Linked DNA regions of Sus scrofa: region 1 is linked to region 2. The links are chromatin contacts, called in public HiChIP or PLAC-seq maps. All regions are on one chromosome and are shown on one strand. Each heading gives the region's core, a stretch centred on a gene start, on an enhancer-like site or on the middle of the called end of the contact. The rest is flanking DNA. Distances are from core to core; before and after follow the strand shown. Region 1 has its middle 23 kb from the start of BATF3. Region 2 overlaps LOC102164427 (a long non-coding RNA gene).

What was found. HiChIP or PLAC-seq counts read pairs in DNA pulled down with a chosen protein or histone mark.
Region 1: an H3K27ac HiChIP or PLAC-seq map of alveolar macrophages shows a contact between it and region 2. The contact joins two enhancer-like sites. A contact is called at or near these places in 1 of 47 Hi-C or Micro-C datasets (liver) and 1 of 2 datasets of contacts at active chromatin or transcription factors (alveolar macrophages).

What each region holds. Positions count from the first base shown.
Region 1 is chr9:130,673,647-130,679,283 of Sscrofa11.1, forward strand. No RefSeq gene overlaps it. Among named protein-coding and RNA genes, the nearest start is that of BATF3, 23 kb to the right of the region's middle. Within about 2 kb of position 1,670, at least 11 of the 83 cell types and tissues checked have an H3K27ac peak or open chromatin away from gene starts, as enhancers often do. A contact at or near this core is called in alveolar macrophages, where this site is marked.
Region 2 is chr9:130,912,437-130,918,187 of Sscrofa11.1, forward strand. It overlaps LOC102164427 (a long non-coding RNA gene), which reads left to right. Exons shown (of 3, transcript XR_002336041.1): 3 at 3,269-5,751. Among named protein-coding and RNA genes, the nearest start is that of NENF, 44 kb to the right of the region's middle. Within about 2 kb of position 3,600, at least 40 of the 83 cell types and tissues checked have an H3K27ac peak or open chromatin away from gene starts, as enhancers often do. A contact at or near this core is called in alveolar macrophages, where this site is marked.

The sequences.
Region 1 (5,637 bases), core at 420-2,919, 240 kb before region 2:
ATGAATGGACATAATACAAAACTGGGAGCAACCCAAGTACCAATCAATAGAATGAAAAAATAAATTGCGGCATATACACATGATGAAATGCGACACAGGAGTTAAAAAAGCTGAATTACTGATACATACAACATGGATGAATCGCAAAGACATTATGTTGAATGAAAGAAGCCAGGCTCAAAAGAGTACATACTGTGCGTGAAATCACAGAAGAGGCAAAACCAACCTGCAGTGATTACCTCTGGGGAGAGAGGAGATGTTAGCTGGGAATGGGCACAGGGGCTCTGGGTTGTAGAAATGCTCTTTGATCTGAGGGGTGCATACATTGCGTGTACAGTTGTAAAATTTCACTGGCCTATACATTTAAATTTTCTGCATTTTATTTAAGTTCTATTTAAAAAAATAATAAACACACAAATGGAGACTCAACAGACATTTGAAGGAAGTCTCCAAATGCAGAGACCAAAAGACTTGAGCCCCACAAAGGCAGCAATCTTTGTTCTCATGTATCCCAAACACCTAGAACAGTGCCTATAAGGCACATGAAAGTTTCTCAGTGCATACTGGTTAACCAAAAATAAGAACACAAAAACCGAAGCAAACATAGGACCTCAAAAACAAACCAAAAAAAAAAAAAAAAAAAGATTTTTTGAAAGTTCCAGTCTAATTACTGCCCTCCCAGAGATGAAGATACTGTATCCATTAAAAAAAGAAAGAAAAGGGAATTGATGTCATCAAACCACTAGATAACAATCCTGAATCTTGACATCTCTGGAGTAATGCAATCTGGGAATTCTCAGTATAAATGATTTGACACCTAGCATTCTATACCCAGTCAATCAAGTGTGAGGTGAGCCAAAAGCCATTCCCCGATACGCAAAATCTTAAAACAAAAACGGAGAACCTCCAAAGCGTCCTGTTTGGGGATGTGCTCCACTACAAAGGGTAAACCAAAGAAGCAGCGCATGGGATCTAGGAAAGAGAGGCTCCAAGATAGCAGGCAATTCAGGTCCATAGGACACTGTCCAGCAGATCTGGAGAAAAGCCCAGTCAGACCAGGCTGGAAAATGAATATGTAAGACTCCAAGTGAGATATTTTCAGGAGGAGAAAGTGTAAGTGACAACAAAAGTGATGGTTTTAACTACCTGGAAAATTATACATTTGGAGATATTTTATAGTATTCAGATATTAAAATAATCATGTCAAATATCAGGCATTTAATCACTCCGGTAAAAGCGGAAAGTTGTATAAGGAATGTCATCATAGTTACAGATTGGCTCCAGTGAACAATATTTATATAGACATAGTAATGAACACCCCAAATCTGTATTCAATAAAAAATCGGAAGAGTTCTATGGGAAGGCAAAGGGATTAGGAATGAACAGAGGGTAGCATGAGCACTGGACATTCAGAACAGGCAGTGGTCAAAGCGCTGCAGCAGGGGTCTAGAGGGGCCCCTCAGCTGCTGGATCCTGGGGAAGTCCAGGGTTTCCCAGGACAGGAATGGGAGTAGCTAGGGTGACAGAGATGGGACATTGAGGAAGCTTCTACACCAACCAGTACAGAAGTTCATTTTGCAATATTTAAACAGCTCAAACAGTTGTAACTCTGACCATCTGAATGTCAGCCAAGGAGTAGGAATGCTGGAGAGTGACGTCTTGACCCCAAGTGAAAGTCAGTGCAAAAATGTCTAAAATTGCTGAGTCAAGAACTAGCGCGAGATGAACATTATTCAGTAAATACCAGAAAAACACACTAGGAGAGTGGAAAGTGGTTAACTTTGCGGATGAACCCAGGCAGGAGAAGTGGGCCCAGGGACTGTTTTTGTTATAAGCCTTATAGATTTGATTCTTTAAATCATGTGTATATAATACTTATGTAAAATAGATTTGGTTTTAAAATTGTTTTAAAACTAACACAAATGAACAATACTTGGCACGCTCTTCTATTGTTCCTATCATTGAGAATTAAGAAAAGTATTACACCCCAGGGGCTCTCTCAGGGTTTCAGTTCCATTATCTTAGTATATTTCAGATAAGACTTATTGTCTCTGTTTTTAGCTAAGAGGTCTAGTTTTGGTTTCTTTGGGGGTTTTAGTTTTTCTCCCCTGAACCATTTGTTTTGCAAATAGATTCTGTTATCAAGAATTTGTGTACAATAAGGAAGGGGAAAAAAAAGTCTTTCTAGGGAACCACTTAGGGTTAGTGGAGATTTTATAAGAAAGGATTGGGGGAAATTAATCATGTATTCATTTGAAGCTTTAGGGTTGAAGAGTCCTCCTATAATTCTTTGCTGTATCTCTACATTGCTTGTACTTTGTGGACCCTCCACTAATATTAGTTGCATGAGTGAATAATTTCATATTGTAAATTCCTAACTTGTCAGTTTTCTGGGATCACAGTGTCAGGCATTAATGACTTGTGGCATTCATATTCTTTTTTTTTTTTGCTTTTTAGGGCCACATCTGCAGCATGTGTAAGTTCCTGGGCTAGGGATCAAATCGGAGCTACAGCTGCCGGCCAGCAGCGCAGGATACGAGCCCTGACTGCAAGCTACACCACAGCTCAGGGCAACATTGGATCCCCAACCCACTGAGCAAGGCCAGGAGTCGAACCTGCAACCTCATGGATACTAGTTGGATTTGTTTCCACTGCGCCACAATGGGAACGTCCCATGTTCTTTATTAATTGAGCTGAGATGATAGGCTGACTATTGTGGAGGGCAGGGAAGTGGGGTGAGGAGTAGGGGAGAGGGGTTTTAAAGTACTGAGGGCAAATTACTGGGAAACTCCCCCTAATTAGAACTCTAGCGAGTTCTGACTACATTGTTGAAGCCTAGTGCCTGTATCTCTTAAGGCCATCTGAGCAGGGGAAGGCATTCCCACCCCTCACCCTGGTGCTAGCACATGTATTTGCCCTCTGGCCCCCTCCTCCTTTGGCTACATCCCTTTGGCCTCCAGGTGGCCTGGGAGAGCCAGATCAGAAAGCCGCGCTCCTCTGGGTCCGCAGCTCCTGTGGATTCCTGCGCTGCGGCGGGCCACATCAGCACCTTGACTTGCTTCATTTCAGAGAATGGCTCCCCTGCCCTTGGGCTCAGACCTCGTCATGGATTTTAAAGCTCCTGTTGTTGCCCACATGTGTGGCTCTGTGGCCCATATCTTCCGCCGTAATGGCACAGGAGCTTTCCAGTCCATTTCTGCTCCTGGTGTCACCTGGATGCCAACCCCCTCTATGGCCCTCTTCATCAGTCTGTAAGTATCTGAGACATGGGCATTTCGTCCTTTTGGTTCCTTCAAGCTCTTCTGAGGCTTAGTTCCTCCCTGAAGCAGCCAGTGGTTGCCCTCCCCGCTCAGGGCTCTCGCTGCCCACGTCACCCCAGCCGTCCCTTTGTCCTCCCATCCCTGACCTTGGCTGCAGCAGCTGGCTCAGTGGCTCTTCCCAGCTTGTTCCTTTGTTCCTACATTTGAAGCTCCTTTTCTTTGGAGTCGTCTTGCCCTGACCATCTCTGCCAGAATAGTAGGTGGGGAACAGGAGACAGGAGGAGGCGTTGACCTGGGCATCTGGCTTCATTTCCTTCCCTGATGAAAACTGGAGGGGGAAGAAGGTTAAAGTAAGTGTAGGCATGAATCCTCTCTGAACTGTCGTCACGTCTGCCCACCTCTGATCCTGTGAGGGTGTGGAAATGAGGGGATGAGGACAGAATAATAATGAAACAGGAGGGGAGAGGGCAGGGCACAACCTTTAAAGAAAATGATGTGGCCCTTGAGGATATGACACAACCTGGTTAGAACCATCTAGGCCCAAGATGGCAGAAGAGTCGACTTCCAGGAGAGCTTGAGCCTCATTAGACACTCATGGAAATACATTAGCGTCTAATGGACACGCCCACAGGCACCAGGGCCGGTCCACGGCTGACCATAAAAGGCTGAAAAGTGGGTGGTGGCCCATTTCCTGGAAATTCTTGCTCCTTCCCTGAAGTAGTTGGAATAATCGTCTGCCTTATTCAGCCTATTGGATTACCTAGCCCATAACAATCAACCACCCCATATTTCAGGGCTTTCTCACCTTTTGAAACAGGCTGCATTCTGTCTGTGGAATGCTCATCTTCCAGGCTGCTCTCACTTTCTGAAATGGCCCACACTCTCTTGCAGTACATCTCCTTCTTAACCTGTCACTTTGCCTCTCACTGAATTCCTTCTGTGCTGAGACATAAAGAACCTGAACTTCAGCCTTGAGACCAGGTGTGTGATTTCAATGACAGGTCAGTGGGTTCAAGTTCCAATCTGAGTTGTGTGGTTTCAGTAATGTTCGATCAACTCGTAGGACATCTCTGGGCCAGGGCCCACACATCCCAGCCCCAAGGCCTTATGATCTTTCCCGATCACATTTCCAACAGTATTTAAAAATCATATTTCATATTCACACCTTCTTTTATTCTGCAAATACTTGGTGAAGCTAAATAGTGTGCTAAGGTGTGTGGCTGTGCACGTGCAAACCAAGGCATGGACGTGACCCACAAGCAAATTGCCACTGGTCACAAGAGACATCAGTGGCAGCTGGGGATCCAACAGGGTGACAAAATAGGAGCAGAAGGAAAGGGCCAGGAGCCGGGGTGGGCGTGGGGAGCAAACTTACACTGTTGCCAGGATTCCAGGCTCCCAGAGGGAAAATGAGAGTAAAACTTATGGGTTTTGAAACTTCTGTGGAATTAGCTCCTTGCAAGAAATTGTTTTGTCTGGTTTTGGAAACTATGATGGAGCAGCAATTCCTGTAATTTACTGGCAAATCCTAATACTACCTAAGCCCAACCCAAGGATTCTTCTTTTAAAGGAAGTTTTCAGATTTGATCGTTTCTCTAGAAATGCTCCTTACTAAAATAAATCCTCACTTCTTACATCTTTCACACTGAAAAGGAACTGTAGCTCAGAAATATAAATCCATGCTGTGTCTTCTCTGCCTGGATGATGGATTCTGTGACCCCCCCCCCAACTTGCAACCCTCCCAGGCTTGCCCTCCCTGAAATACAGGACTTCGTCTGCTGGGGCCTCTGCTCTGGACCCCCATCCTACCTTGAGGCTATTGTCAGAGAGAGAAATCAGAGGAGGAACAAGCTGAGATGAGGCAGCAAAAGGACCATGATCAAGTTCACCCGCCGTGGTGTCTGGGAAGGGATTACGCTCTCCAGAGATTTCACTGAATGGCGATGTGCAGATAAACCTGTGGTTGCCTTCACATCAGATCAGAGCTCCAAATTCTCAGAAACCAGTTTTTTCCCTAACACAACTCCTTTTCTCTTTCATATCTCCCTTTAAATCTGATTTGAAAAAGTCGTTTAAACAAACCCACCATGTCAGATTTGTTCTAGCTACATGAGGTCACAATTTATTCTACCCCTGGCAGTTTAAGATGAAAGATTACCCAATGCAAAGGAAGAGAGTAAGTGAAGCCACAACGGTAACAGTGCAGCAAAATCAGGGGAAAGGCCGTTAACAGAATGAATTATAAAGTTGTTTAAAGCAAGCTTTTGGGGGGGGCGGTTGTTTTAATTTTTAAAATTTTTGTTTATTTTATTTTTTGGCTGCACCTGCAGCAGGCAGTGAAGTTCCCAGGCCAGGGATTGAACCTGAACCCCAGCCA
Region 2 (5,751 bases), core at 2,350-4,849:
TCATCACTTGTGATGGAGCACGATGGAGGATGATGTGATAAAGAGGATGTGTGTATATACGTATAACTGGGTCACTTTCCTGTACAGCAGAAATTGACGGAACAGTATAAATCAATTACAATAAAAAATGTAAGATAAAAAAATTAAAAAAAGAAAGTGACCTCGCAGAAAGGAGGCGATGTGAGGTGGAGGGGATAAAAGCACAGTGTCTGGCAGGAAAGTGAGGAGGAGAAAGAGGCATCTGAGCCCCTGGCATTGGACTCCCCTTCCTAGACCCTAGGCTCACGCCATGCACACTCCTGGAGGCTCAGGCCCCAGGTGCTCAGGGGCTTGCCCGGGGCTCAGCCGCCCCATGGACATGTGTCTAGCCTGAAGGGAGTCCTGTGTAACCTGACCTAAAGGAGGCTGCTGGGCAAAGTGACAGCGAATGCAATTCTCAGGGGTTCCCCTGCTCTGCTCAGCTGCCCACGCCCCTCGCCATAGCCAGCCCTGCTCGGAGGGAGTGGTCATGGTGCCCAGTGCCAGGCAGGCCATCACAAGGCCCTTGGCTTCACCCCCTGGCTCCAGGCAGGCTCCTCCGAGGCCAGCCAGAGGGCCGGCTGGTTCACTTCCCTTGGGCACAGGTCCCGGGGTCACCAAGCCACCACAGCCTTGCTCCAGCTGAGGACGTCATTCCCCAGCCACCGCAAAGCAGGGCAACAACTGCTCCCACGGTGTGGAAATCCTGGTTTCTCTCTCCTCCTGGGAGCCCTCCCAGCCAGCCAGGCCGACCGCAGAAGCTGAGCTTCTGGTCCATTAAATTCTCAGTCCTGGAAGCCTGAGGCATGAGGCTTCCTTGTAATCTGTGATGTATTTTCGGGGCTGTCCAAGAAAAGACTTGATCAGGCAGACACTAGGACTCTCAAAGATGATTCCACTCAAGTTGAGGACACAAACAGGAAGCTAAGGGAGTTGAGAAGAAACCTACATTCCCCCGCCTTCCCGGCAGCTAGAGAACTAGTTGATCCCTCAGAGCTTATCATCTAGGTGCGGAAAGAAAATGAACGTGCGTTTTAAAAAAGCGTGGAGACTGATGAACTATTAAGCGGAGTGGTGCTTGCTGATTGCCACAGGACCGCGATGTGATTCAGGGAGGCAGTTCCGCGTCACGGAATTCGCGGGGAAGGGGAGACCAGAGCGGGGCCTGCAGCAGCGGTTTCGGATCAGTGGAGGAGAGAAGGGAGGCCTCCAGGGGAGGGGAATTGCCTGAGCAGTTGCCTGCAGAGTATGCGGGCCAGGAGGCCTGGATTAACCGGAGCTTGTCCATGAAATGCAGGAAGGTGAGGTTGGCAAGAGGGTTGGTGTGTATGGGCAGGTGGAGGCGGGGCAGCCAGTGTCTGTACACCCAGCTCCAGGAATTTGGGCTGATGGAAAATGATGGAAGGAGGGAGTGTGGGAGGGAGCCGAGGAAGCTTCCAGCAATTGCTGGCCACCAGCAGGCATGAGAGGCTGAGTTTTCCTGTGGGGTGGCTGACTTGAGGGCTGAGGGTGCCATCCTCCTTCTGGGTCCTGCCCCTGCTGTGGCAGAAGGGCCTCCAATGATCAGGTCACCGCTGCCCTGTATGCCCGAGGTGGCCAGCCTGTCACAGGCCCCCAGAGCCACTGCAGGGCTGTGCACAGGAATGGCAGGGTTCAGCACTTCAACAAACATTTTGAGGGTAGGTACTAAGTGCAGAACACCACAGGGAAAGAGGGTGGAGTGAGGCGGGCGCTCTGCCCTGTTGGCGGAGAGAGGAGCTGGGGACTCGGGATCTGTGCAGCATTCGTGGGGCCCCGGCTCGAGCTGGACGTCAGGACACAAAGGGATAGACAGGCCTGGCACCACAGGTCTGCAGGCCTGTGGAGGTGGCTGGAAACAGGAACTCCTGGTCCGGGTGGAAAATGCTTGAATTCTGTGGGTGCGCAGAGGGAGTGGTGACCTCTGCCCTGGATCTGGGGTGCAATGGGGCTGGGGAGATATCTGGGCTGGGCTCGGGGCCTTGGGGAGGGTGGGGGTTCCCAGGTGGAGGAAGAGGGGGTTTCAGGCCGAGGCGTCAGCATGACAAAGGGGGCGATGCTAGAAAAGAGCAAGAGGCACAGGGACCTGCAGGTGAGAGAGGGACAGACAGAGAGAGGCAGAGACAGACAGACAGAAAGGGGAGGGAGGAGACAGAAAGAGAGCGAGTGGGAGGTGGGGCTGGGCCAGGAGGCCTTCATCTGCCTCCCAGGAGACCTGGACGTGGTCAACGAGGAGATCAAGGGTCTCTGAGCAGGAGCGCTGCGAAGAGCCATGTGTTAGAAAGGAATTCTGACCCCGGTGGAGGGGGGGGGGGGACAGAGCCAGCGGGCAGGGACACGGGAGGAGGCTGGGGCTCTCCCCACGGAGAGAGGAAATAGAAGCCAAAGAGTCTGTGGGGCAGGGCGGTCCTGTCTCGGGCAGTCTGGGTCTGAGTTGCTTGGGGCGATGCCCAATAAGAAGCTGAAAATGCTGGCACGTGGGGCAGAGGTCAAGGGCTTTAGGGGCACCGCCTCCAAGCCTGGGTGGGACGAAGAGAACATCTAGGAGGTGGCTTCAGCGGTCACGTGCAAGGAAGGCCCGGGGCGGCCGTGGGGGAGGACAGGGAGGTCCCCACGAGAGACCCGCGTGGAAGGAGGGTCATACGTGTGCACATGGAGAGGCCATTAAACCTAGGAAGCGTCAGTGTTTGAGGAAAAGGAGTCCTGTGGGCAGGGCGTGGAGCCTGTTTAGTCTTGGGGGGGACACCGCTGTGGGAGCCACATGCCGCCTGCAGAGGTGTTGATGAGCGTGGAGGAGGGAGGAGGAGGACGGGGACCGCGACGTGGTTGGCGAGGAAGGCAGGGAGGGCTGAGCCTCCGAGCGCCTGCAGTCCCCTGCGCCCAGCTGTCACCCAACAAGAGAGCCTGGCGCCACCCTCGGCGGTCCTGTTGGGGCTGGAGGGCTCCAGTTCCCTTCCCAGAGCCCCATGCCCGCCCAGAAGCCACTCTCCCAAGCACCTCTCTCACTGTTGCCTGGTGATTCCCAGTGTGGCCTGGGACCGGGCAGGACTGTCCAGGTGTGTGGCCTGCCCCAAGCAGACAGGAGCTCTCTGAGCATCAGGACCTGTGCCTCCCCTCTTCCTGTTGCCTTCAGTGTCCTGGACGAGGCCCACGCCTGCCAGGGGCAGACACCCCACATGACGCTCGGTCTCCCAGGCAGACAGGGTGCCTCAGTTCTCACTTCTCCCAGCAGGAATTTGGGCCCATCCCACGAGCACGCAGACTTGTGGCTGCCCCAGACTTCCTGGTCGGACAAGATCACTCAACACAGGTGGCAGGGTAACGCCCTCTTGGCTACTTACCTAATCTGCTCCAAACAGGTGAGACGCCCGGGATTTGGGGTGAAGGGGCAGGAAAGGTTGTTTTCACCCAGACCTGCTCAGCCCACCTGTCCCAGTGTTTCCACGTTATCAAATGTTTTCTAGTTCCCATGGCAACCGAATCACAGAGCCAGGATTTGTTATTGTTCCAGGGGAAAAAGGGAAGGGCCGCAGTGCAAGGGCTGACGTCCGAGCACCGTCCACCAGCCAGGCAGCTGAGTCACCACCACGGTCTGGTGCGTCCATGGAGTCACCTCCCTGTGGTCTGAGGCTCCCACTGGCCCTCCCTCTTTGGCAAGAGGCCGATCCCCAATCTGCGCCTGTCAGCAAGTGTGGGTGCCTGGGTCCAGGGGTGCTGAGTCCTGCCCTGGGCACTGTGGGGGGGCTAGCGGGGCAGAGAGGGAATTTCCTGCCGGAGCCAGGACCTGCCTTCAGGGAGCGGGAGCTCAAGGGGCTGGGGACACATTCCTTGTCCTTTCAGAGCCTGTGTGCACTCACGGATGGCTTCTAGGGTCCCCTAGCCATTGGCTTACAGTACGACCTCAGCCCAATCACCTGGGCTCTCTGAGCCTCGGTCTCTTTAGGTACATGGTGGGGAAACCGGCCCTTTCTCATCAGCTCGTCGGGAGAGAAATGAGATCGTGCCTATAATGCGCCCCACGGCAGCCCAGTTTCCACAAAGCGCTCCTAAGCCTGCACTTGTGGCCATTGCTGATTGGCCAGATACTGGGCCCATCTCAGGACCACCTGGAAGGTGAGGCAGGGGGAACTCCCCTGCTCCCTGAACACATGTGCCACCCACCCTTGGGCAGCCACCCCGCAAACCACCCCCACCCACCACCACCAGGACCAAAATAAGAAGCTTCAATCGTTCTGACCCAGTAGGGAACAGAATGAGAAGGTCAATGCGTCAGCCAGAGGGGGTGGGTCAGCAAGGGTTTGGGATCAGAGCAGGGCCCCTGAAGCGGGCGTCCCGGAGAGGTCCTGCTCTGGACGCCCAGATCCGCCCCCGCTGCTAAGGACGCCCTTGCTCTAAGGCCATGCTGGCCGGGCGCCTTCTGATGACAGCCTGGTTTTCCGGAGAGAATTCCCACCCGTGAGAGGGTGCCGGTGGGTGAACACGGCTCTGGTGCCCGCCGGACCGTCCTGGGGGGTGGCTGAATCCGGACTGCAGCGGTTGTGCCCGGTTGTTGTGTGAGTCACCCCGAAGCGCAGCAGCTCAGAGCATCTAACCAACACAGCTTTCTAGCTTACAAGGTGGAAACCCGGCCCCCGGGATGGGATGCCCGCAGAAAGGAACGACCCCCAGAAAGGAGTCCAGCCTTCCCCTAGGGGAGCCCCGTAGACACCCATTCTGCAGAGTCATCCAACAGACCCCCAGCACGTTCCACGCTGACCTCTGCCAGACGCCGTAGCCAGGCCAGCTGACCAGCGGCCTCCCTGGGGCTGGCCCCACGCGTGCTTTGCAGATGGAATTGAGAGCCACAAGTGAGTCATGGCATGAATTGAGGAGGTGGGACAAGCATTCCTGATAATTTGACAGAAGAGAGTCATATATGACAGTCCCTGGTGGGGAGTAAGAGTGAGTGTTATTTCACGAGTCTCGTGTGAACGTGTGTGTGTGCGTGTAATGTATGGACACACGCCGCGTGGATACAGCAGTAGAAAGATGGCACATTCTGATTGTGTCATCTGTGGGCATTTAATAAAGGAACTGTTTACAAAGACGTGGGCAGGGTGTAGGGAACTCACCAGAGCTGGGGCAGGGCCAGGTCAAGGAACTGCGGGGCTTAGTTATCAGCCTCAGCCTTGAAAGCTTGAAGGCAGAAGGTGTTTCCAGAACTTGGAGACGGAGAGTCATGTGGGGAGAGCTCGGACAGGAGCTGTGGTCATCAGCAGAGAGAGGAAGCCAGCCAGCCTGGGGCCAGCCGATGGGGCATAGATACTTACTCCCGCTCCTCCCTCTCCCTCCCGACTCCTGCCCGACTGCCCACAAGCTGAGTGTGGCAAAGCCTGGGGCCGGAGCCAAGGACCCCTGTCCATATGTGGAGAAGACCAGCGATACTGCGTGCACGGGATGCCGTGTAAAATGCACAGTGCTTCTCTCTGCGATTCTCGCTTAATGAAGTCTTAAAACCCTGGAAGGGTGTGCCTGACACTGACATGACTGCCAGAAAGAGGCAGAACGTTTCGGAATGGCCCCAGGTCAGGGCTTCGGGTGGCAGCTAGTACCCATAGGAAGGCGTTGTCCGGCTTTCCCTGGCAACCAGGAGCGCACCCATTCTCCGGATGTGACCTTCCCGCCAGCCCAGAGGTGACCAGCAGTGGGGCTGAGCGCAGCCCACAGTGTTCCCAG